2 separate regions of the Gossypium arboreum genome follow, and region 2 is linked to region 1. The links are chromatin contacts, called in public Hi-C maps. All regions are on one chromosome and are shown on one strand. Each heading gives the region's core, a stretch centred on a gene start, on an enhancer-like site or on the middle of the called end of the contact. The rest is flanking DNA. Distances are from core to core; before and after follow the strand shown. Region 1 holds the start of LOC108469067 (probable indole-3-pyruvate monooxygenase YUCCA10). Region 2 holds the start of LOC108467903 (rho GTPase-activating protein 2).

Region 1 (4,843 bases), core at 1,577-4,076:
TGGATTTACTAAAGAAATGATTATTCATACAGATAGCTTAAACCCTAAACCACCTCGGTTTGGCTATATCATGCATCCATATTTCAACACATACATCCGTACATAGATGCATGCATGCATAAGTACATAGTCACAAGTGAACTAATATGCTTGGTTTAGAATATGTAATTTCGTGGATCAAAGGAATCATTTAGTTACTGAAGTGAGTTGATATCATCGGCTATGTTGAGTGCATCGCTAGCCGCCCCATATAGCCCCCTTCTCGACAGACCGACGCAGTACAAGCCATTCTTTCCTTTCCAATGGTTTGGGAAACTCAGCTTGGAAATCCCATCATCATTCAGCAGGTAATCATCTCCCTGTTTCAGTTTATTATAGTAAAGCGCAGTTAGTTTGATGTTGTGGTTTGAGAAGGGAAAACACAGGGTATGATATGTTACCTTAAGCCAGACATTAGTGGAGCGCTTGAAGCCAGTGCAGAAGACGATTGTGTCGAAGGGATGCGTTGTGCCGTTCTCGAACACCACCTCGTTGCCTCTTATGCTACATATAGACGGCAACACCTGAAAAATATTATGCATTTTTGGATTTTTTGAAAACCAAATATCTAAGCGAAACAAGATGCCCTAATTGGGCCCGACCGGGGGCAGTCAATTTTTTTATTAAAAATTTCAGTCAAGCTCATATCAAATTTTCCCCTTTTGAAAATTTTACCAAAGTCTCTTTTATTTTTATAATTATTTTAATATTTTTAATTAGAATTTTTAGCTTTTAAAAGATTTTATAAAATATAATATTATTTTTATACAATGATTAAAACTACCCATAAGTCCTCTCAAGTCATGTTCTCTTATACTAGTGACGATGTCAATATCAATTGAGTTAAGGCTCAATCAACATAAAAAAACATATTATAATATAAAAAAATGCATCTTTTGGAAGAAATGATTGTATGAAACTGTGATTCCACGTTATATTTATCCATTTTCAATAGGAGAATGATAAATCAAATTTTTCCTCTTAATTTTTAGCTTTTTTTCTCCTTAAAAAAATTCAAATCTAACAAAAATATTAAAAATCAAAAGAAAATTTTGATTTGTTATTTTCTATTAAAAAGAATAGAAATAACATAGAATTATAATTTTATACAATCTTTTAGAAGTTTTAGGATAATTAATTTGTATTTTTAAAATTGAGATGGGGACAAAAATAATATAAAACTCATGTCACAATCGGTTATGATTGACCAAAGCATTGAATAAATAAAGGGGAAAAGAGAGTTGAAAATGTAAAAGAGATTCTTAGGTTTTAAGGAAATTAAGAAAGGCCTTTGTTAATTGCAAATGACATCACCAACTTTTTTGGTTCACGTTATTGTTACAAACCCTCGTACCCTCATTTCCTTTTTTCCTTCAAGAATACCAATCAATCGGTTATATTATCAACTTTCAGTTCGATTGATTTGACCATATGTACAAAAATAATTAAAAATTCATTTTTTTTTAATGGAAGTTGTAACATAGTAATTGGTAGAGAAAATGAAAATAATATTACCCGAATCTCCTGGGACTTGATCTTCTTACATGTACCAATATCAGTAATAGGGTATTTTCCATAGGCAGCTTTCATGAAAAATGGACCGTCCTTGGGCCTGTAGATTCCGTACTTGGACAAGTCCCCATAAACAAGCTTGCTAAGCATCACCATTAACGAGTCCACCAAGTTTACCCGTATATACTTCACCAAAATTAACCCCAAGTAAATCATATCCCTTGAAAGAATGTGAACCTGCAAAACATATCAACCATTGCAAGTAATTTAACCGGTTTCATCACTTCAACCATTACAAACAACTACAAGTTAAATATGGTTTTAGTCCTTGGTAATGATTTGATATCAAGGCAAGTCATTAGTTGACCCCTTCACATTATTTAATATTTTAGTTTTAATAAAATCATTAGCAAGTTGAAGATACAACTTCCATCACAAAAAGATTTATATCAACATTATTTGAAAAAAATAATCCTATTAATTTATTAGAATAATTAATAAAATTATAAATTATGTGAAATTCGAGGACTATGGAACCAAAGTTCAACTTGTTAATTACCGGGCTTCGAACAACTAAAGAAGTTTGGGCACCATGATTGGCAAGGTCAAAAGCGATCTCCATGCCCGAATTCCCCGACCCCACAACCAAAACCTTCTGGTTTTGAAACGCCTTCCCATTTCTGAACCGCGTCGAATGAAGAACATCGCCGGGGAAAGTATTAAGCCCTTCAATCACCGGCGTAAAAGGGTCGCTCGTTTCACCGCTAGCCACCACCAAGAACCTCCCTTCCAACTCCTCCACCTCGCCGGAACCCAAGTTCCTGGCCTTAACAATCCATTTCCCGGTCTCTCCGTCGAACTCCGCTGACTCGACGGTCCGACGGTACAAAGGGCTGATCTTAAAACGAGAAACGTAGTCGTCTAAGTAGCTTACGAACTGTTGTCTGGAGACGAAACGTGGGTAAGAGTCGGGGAAGGGCATGTGAGGGAGCACGCAGAATTGCTTGTCTAAGTGAAGGTGGAGACGGTCGTAGGCGTATTTCTTCCACAGAGAAGCGATACAGTCTTCTCTTTCAAGGATTATGTATGGGATTGAGTGGTGGTTAAGGCAAGCCGCCATGGCCAGCCCCGAAGGGCCCGCTCCGACGATAATGACCTGTTCTTTTTGCATCCCCGACTATAATGACCGGCTATGTAGTAGCGCGATATCAAGCAGAATGGGTCGCTGCCTTAGGGATGGAAACACAGCTGTGGGCAGATATTTATACTATTATAGTACCACATTGTTTATTGAGAAATTATTTGTTACGGTTGGAGATTTTAGATTGAAGATCAAGGGTTGATAAATGTGGTTAAAGATAATAGTAAACTATTTAAAAATAGAAGTATATGATAATTTTTAAGATTATTTTATCACTGATTAATAGTGGCAGTTTTAAAATTGACATAATAATTTTAATCATTAATATTTATATTTTGTGGTAATTTAGCGTTTATTTTGAAAAACTTAATTCTTAATTTTTACACATTGAGTAATTTAGGAGACCAAAAAATAAAATTAAATAATTCGATAATTATTTTGTAACTTTTTATAGTTATGTGACAAACAAATTAAGTGAAAATTAGTAAAATTTACCTTTTATAAAATTGTTTCTTAAAGATTTATAAAATTGTTATTGGACAAATGAGTTTAATGATTTTAGTTATTCTAATACGTGTTCATTTAAAGATTTTATATAAAAGATAAAAGTTATTACCTTATATAAAAATATGTTTTAAGCTTTTTTAACTATAAATTGATATTGATTAACTCATGACATTAATTTAATTAAGAGTATTTTAAAATATTAAATTAAAAATTTATATCATAAATTTACAAGAAAGATTAATATGGCTTTAGCTATAATAATAAAAGTTGATGTAATGAAGATATTATAATTTGTAAGTATTTTTCAAAAGTTGATATAAAAATATAAAATGATGGAAATGATATATATTTTAATTACTCATAAAGATGTGTTGTTAATTTGCAGTGATTACACGTAGTGACTTGAGATTTGACTTGCGGTGCTTTTAAATTAGGAAACTTATTTACCTATGCTCTTAGGATATACACACTTTCATTTGGATTATACTATCTTCTTGTAAAACCAATATTAATAACATCAAAATAAAATAAATTTTATTCATTAAATACAAAATTTGGTACCAATTAAACAAAATATACGAATATTAGGTGTACACATAGATTAGTTTGGCACCGACACCTTCCCCAATTTGAGGATAAATTACAAACCTAAAAATTATAATTATTCCATTAATTATATTTAAGATTAAATTCTTATCAAGTATGAATAAATTTAAAATTAAAATATAACTCACACATGATAATATTTAAATTATAATAAATTTTTTAAAAATTTATATGTGTTTTACACAAAGAGTGGATCTTAATTTGGGATTTCAAAATTCTAAGCATCTTAACCCTACTATTAAATTAAAGTTTCATTCATAAAATTAGTTACCATTAATAAAAGGGATAAAACTCAAAATTACGCATGAATTTTTGTCTAATATGTAATGTTATAAATGATTATTTAGTGAATATATTTTTATTTTAAAATATCATATTAGTGAACTTATTAGAAAATTTAAATGGAATTAACAATTAAACTTAAAATTTAAAATATAAAAAATTAAATTTCAAATATAAAAAAAATAAGTACTTAAAAGCATATTTTAAGCTATTATATATAATATCTATTTTAGTTACACCTAGGACATTGTTGTATGAATCTCATAGATTAGATTTTTTTAAATTTTATATAAAAATTAATTATAAGTGGATATGGTGTGATAGTTATTACAATAAATCATAATTTTCGATTTTAATGTCATAAAAATATAAATTTTGTATTCAAATAAGAAAAAATATCTACTCATACTATTATTATTTAAAATTTTACTTAATTTCTATGATGAATTAATCCCAAATTTATTTAAAAATATAATTATTTTATATATTGTTGCTGGAGTAAAAAAAACTATCTAAATTGATGTCATTTGTTTGTAGAGTATAATAAAATAATAATTAAAAAAAACGCTTGGCATTAGCTTATATATACTTGTTGAATTTTTACTCTATTAATATTAGACAGAATAATTACTCTACTAAAAGTTATTATTTATACCAAACAATAAATAATATTTAAAAATATTTTTATCTGAAATAAATATTATTTTTAAAGATATTTTTATTTTTATATAAAATCTAAAAGTACATGCATATAAT
Region 2 (4,843 bases), core at 772-3,271, 210 kb before region 1:
TTAAAATTTAAAGACAAAACTTAATTAAAAAAACATAAACATCCTGTATTTTAATTTCTGTATAGATTAATATTTGTATTTTAAAAATACCACCCTATTATTAATGGTTTCAGATATCAAACAAATAAAAAGCTATTAGCACTAATTTTTTTTAATCTAATTGGTTTTTTTTTAATTTTATAAGTGATTTTATACTATATACATAAACTTTGATCCAATGTCTAATATCATATGTGAACTTTAATTACATGCAATTTTATATTTTAAAATTTGATTTAATTTTCACAAATCATTTACAATATTATCAAATTAGCACCATTTTACATTGATATATTATATACATAAATAATTATTTTGTTCCAATATAAAAATAAATGTATGTATTTATTTTTAAAACGTGTATAATTGAATTAAAATTAAAATTTTATATATACATATGAAAATCAATTAAAGTTCATATATCAAATATATGTTAAAGCAAATCTCATATATAAATTTGACATTTATCTTGATTTTAATTATAATTGTGACAGTAAAGATTAGTAAATCAATTATAAATAATAAACAGCAGGAAAGGCCTTGATCCTTAGATTATTGGTATAATGCCATTTTAGTCCTTTTAATTATAAAATATTAAATATAAGTCTTTTAAAATATATATTTTACCTTTGGCTTCCCATACTAATAAAATTTTATTTTGACTTCAATAACAAATTCCTAACTTTGTCCCCAATAAACACTAAATTGTGTCTCACTTATCTTACACTTATTAATTATCAATGGTGAAAAAACCTATGTCGAGTGTATATAATTTAAATAGACTGATAATTTTAAAAATTAGTAATAACTTATGGCATTCTCTGTTCATACCACTTGCACCAATCGAAAGTTCCCTTTCTCTTTTTCTTCTACAGTTTATTTTTTTTTCATGAAACAACTTTGAATGTCATAAATCTATAAACCAAACAACTTTCTTCTTTGATCTTCAGTATTGATCATCATATCGATTTGGATCTAACATATATTCTTCTACTTGTCAATGGGTACTGATCGACCGTACTAATTGTTATTAAGAGCTCGCTAGCCGAACTTTAAAATAATACTTAATAATCAGTGACTTAAATAAAAACTTTTGTATAATTTAGTGGCTTAAATGAGAATTTTTAAATGATTCAGTGATATTTTATAACTTTTAAAATTGAATCACCAAAATTTAAAGTTACTAATAATTTATTATTTAGATGTTGTTTACCTTTTAGATTATACTTATATCAATTTTTATGATTATTGTTATTATGTTTTAAATAAGTAAAGACAAAGAAATAATAAATATTATTGAATTAAAATTTTCAAATTTTAATATATTTTTAACATTTCAACTGTATTTGTCTATTATATTACATTTTTTTTCATATCACTATTAGTTAAGAAAATTTAACATTTGTCTATAATATTATATGAATTTGTTAAATTACCTGTAATTGAGTTTTTTTCTTTTTCTTTTGATATATCTTAAAACTAAATCAATTTTAATTTAACATGAATTTATTTATATGTGAATTTTTATTTTGAGTAAATTTTTTATAAAATTTTGATTTTAATTCAATTCTCTAATGATATATTTAATAATATAACCAAAAGTAATTAAACTTTTCGAGTCAAAACATATTAAGGGATAAAAATATTAGGTCAAATGCTATTATTAATCCTATACTCTCGATTTAATTTTTACATTTTAATTTTGTCAATTTATATATATTGATTTGGTCAAATTTAGTCTCTATACTTTTAGGTTTTGAAATTATAATATCAATCCAAAAGATAACAGTTAAATTTTATAAATTGTCTTGTATTATACATAAAGTTATAGATTTAATTCATGTTCTCCAATTGGATCCATTAACTGGTTTTTGCCAATAAAATATGAAAATACCAAGTTGATATAATGATTAGCAATACCAAACTTCGAAAATAGAAGAACTTAATGAATTTAACAATTACTATTTAGTGAAGACTGAAATTTTAAAAGTGATAAGTATATTATTAAAAATGACTAAATTAAAGTGCAGAGACTAAATCTACAGGCTACATATAATAGAGGGACTAAAAGAAAATTTTAACCAGAAAAGTCCGTATAATTGTGCGTTTTGGTACGTGGCATTCTCGAAATATTAGGACAACCACAAGGCCAAATGCAAATGTTCACTGTAGATAAAGTAAAAAGATAAAATTTGAAAAACAAGTGGCCGTTAGTAATAAATAAATAAATCAAACCTCTTTCACTTACAAACTCTCTTATACTTAAATGCAACACAACAAAAAACTCGTTACCAAATTTAAAACCTCGTGATTCTTAAGAGGGAAGAGAAATCCAAAGCCGATTGAGATAATGACTGCTCCAGTAATGCTGACCAAAGGAGGTGGCTGCGGTGGTGGTGGCAGTGGTAAGAAGCGAGGAGCTAAGAACTCCGTGGAAGAGCAGCAGCAGAACCAGATTTCCGTTGCGGCGTTGCTTTTAGCCGCTTTAAGGAAATCCATGGTGTCCTGTCGTGTTGATGGAGAAGATGAAGCGATGCATTCCGCCGTTAATAACATGGAAATCGGGTGGCCAACCAACGTACGACACGTAAGCCATGTTACCTTTGATCGCTTCAATGGGTTCTTGGGTCTTCCCCTTGAATTCCAAGTTGAGGTACCGGGCCGGGTTCCATCCGCTAGGTAATTTCTGCTTGTTGCTTCTTCTTCTTTTTTAAATATATTTCAAGCGTTTATTTTTTTTAAAATACAAATATGAAGTGCTAGAGTGAAAATTTTATGAATTGTCAATTTTTTAGAGGACTAGAAATGCAATTTACCATATTATTTTTTATGAAAATTTTCTTTCTCCTTTTTGTAACTAGAAACTTAAAAAGGAATCACCAGAAAGATATGCAAATTTTAATTAAACTATAATTTCTAGTTAGACCTTTATATATATATTTATATATAATTTTATAAAATAATAATTTCTATTTTATATATTGATATCTTTTGATTCAATGTTTTAGTCATTTTAAAAAAAATATCTACCAATATTTATTGTGAAAAATTTTGGATTTTCAAAGAAATTTTTTAAATAATTATCTGAATTCAATTTTAGGTTAAATTATCGTTTTGATGCCTTAGCATAATTAAGGCCGTTAATTATTTCTGTTAATATACTAACATGAATTTTTCTTTTTTAACACAAAAAATACATTTCAGATAAAAGAGGTGCTTTTAAAAAAAAAAATTCAAAATTTTAACCAAATTTGAACTATCTAATGGGATTATAAAAAAATGGATTAAATTATGGCAAATTAAAGTACAGGGACTAAATCCCAAATTTGAGCATTGTAGAAGGACCAACCAGAATATCCTCTTTTATCAATTTTCTCTATATTTTAACCACGTAGTCCTAAATTGCAAATATATTTTTTCTTTGCAGCGCGAGTGTGTTTGGGGTCTCAGCGGAATCAATGCAATGCTCATTGGATCCAAAAGGGAACAGCGTCCCCACTATACTGTTGCTGATGCAGAAGCGGCTTTATTCACAAGGAGGGCTTCAGGTTTTCATTATTTTCATTTTAGTCCCAGCTTTAGTACTTAGTATTTACATCTATATGCAATTACCCTGGTTAAATGATGTTATTGCTGTTTAATTTGTTCTTGTTTTCAGGCAGAAGGGATTTTCAGGATAAATCCTGAGAACAGCCAAGAGGAGCTTGTAAGGGATCAGTTGAACCGTGGCATTGTGCCGGATAATATCGATGTTCATTGCCTTGCAGGCCTTATCAAAGCCTGGTTCAGGGAGCTTCCTGCAGGTGTGTTGGATGGACTTTCCCCAGAACAGGTTCTTCATTGCGATAACGAAGAGGAGAGCGTTGAGCTCGTGAAGCAACTGAAGCCAACGGAAGCCGGATTGCTCAATTGGGCAGTCGATCTTATGGCAGATGTCGTAGAAGAGGAGGAAACGAACAAGATGAATGCAAGGAATATTGCTATGGTTTTTGCACCAAATATGACTCAGGTATATATATATATATTTGGGACATTGTTGGATTAAAGATTGTAATTAAAAACTGCTTTTGTAAAAATAGAGCATTTGATGTTTGATTGTTTTCCTCTATTGGAACAGATGTCCGATCCGTTGACGGCTCTGATGCATGCTGTTCAAGTAATGAACTTGCTCAAGACCTTGATCATGAAAACGCTACGAGAACGAGAAGAGACCGCGAGTTCATCTCATTCATTCGATCATCATACAGACGAGGAGTTCGATTGTCGTAGTTTAGATGAGATGGATATGAGCTGCGAAGGGCCTATATCTGATTACGATAATTCCCTTTACGGTAACTACAGCGGAGATAACGAGGAAGACGGAGTAGAGGCATTCGGTGAAATAGAGGAATGCTTCTTGAGGCAACCGGATGATGAGAATAACAAGGACGCCACCTATAGTTTTCTGGAGAAACCATCTGATGGATCACATACTAGTACTCCTCCAGGAAGTTGGACGGGCTGCAATCTCGAGTCCAGCATTTCATTTACCGATAGCAAGAATGAGAATTCGGGCTCAACTACAAGTGATGGCAAGGACAATGATGGTGTGGATATGATAGACAAACTAGTCGAGTCTACAACACTCAACGTTATTTAGAACAATACAATCCTTTCGATCACAGTTGCTTTGGTAAATCGATAAAGTTGGGTTTTGGTTGAAATTCAGGTAGGGGAAGTATTGGTTTTCTGGGAATTGTTTGTTTGAATCATTGGTTCAGCGAGGGCTGAACTTTGTTGTGTGTTAGTGTTGTTTTCGGCATGT

The links. A called contact is a pair of places that touch in the nucleus more often than the background predicts.
Region 2: a contact with region 1 is called in a Hi-C map of leaf, with 2.2 times the contacts expected there. The contact joins the promoter of LOC108467903 here to the promoter of LOC108469067 in region 1. A contact is called at or near these places in 2 of 5 Hi-C or Micro-C datasets (both in leaf).

The regions. Positions count from the first base shown.
Region 1 is chr8:35,927,555-35,932,397 of ASM2569848v2, reverse strand. LOC108469067 (probable indole-3-pyruvate monooxygenase YUCCA10) reads right to left here and starts at 2,826. Exons shown (of 4, transcript XM_017769960.2): 1 at 2,111-2,826; 2 at 1,555-1,788; 3 at 441-563; 4 at 1-359. The coding sequence starts at 2,722. The coding sequence ends at 195.
Region 2 is chr8:36,133,741-36,138,583 of ASM2569848v2, reverse strand. It overlaps LOC108467903 (rho GTPase-activating protein 2), which reads left to right and starts at 2,021. Exons shown (of 4, transcript XM_017768720.2): 1 at 2,021-2,718; 2 at 3,467-3,587; 3 at 3,698-4,048; 4 at 4,157-4,843. The coding sequence starts at 2,390. The coding sequence ends at 4,678.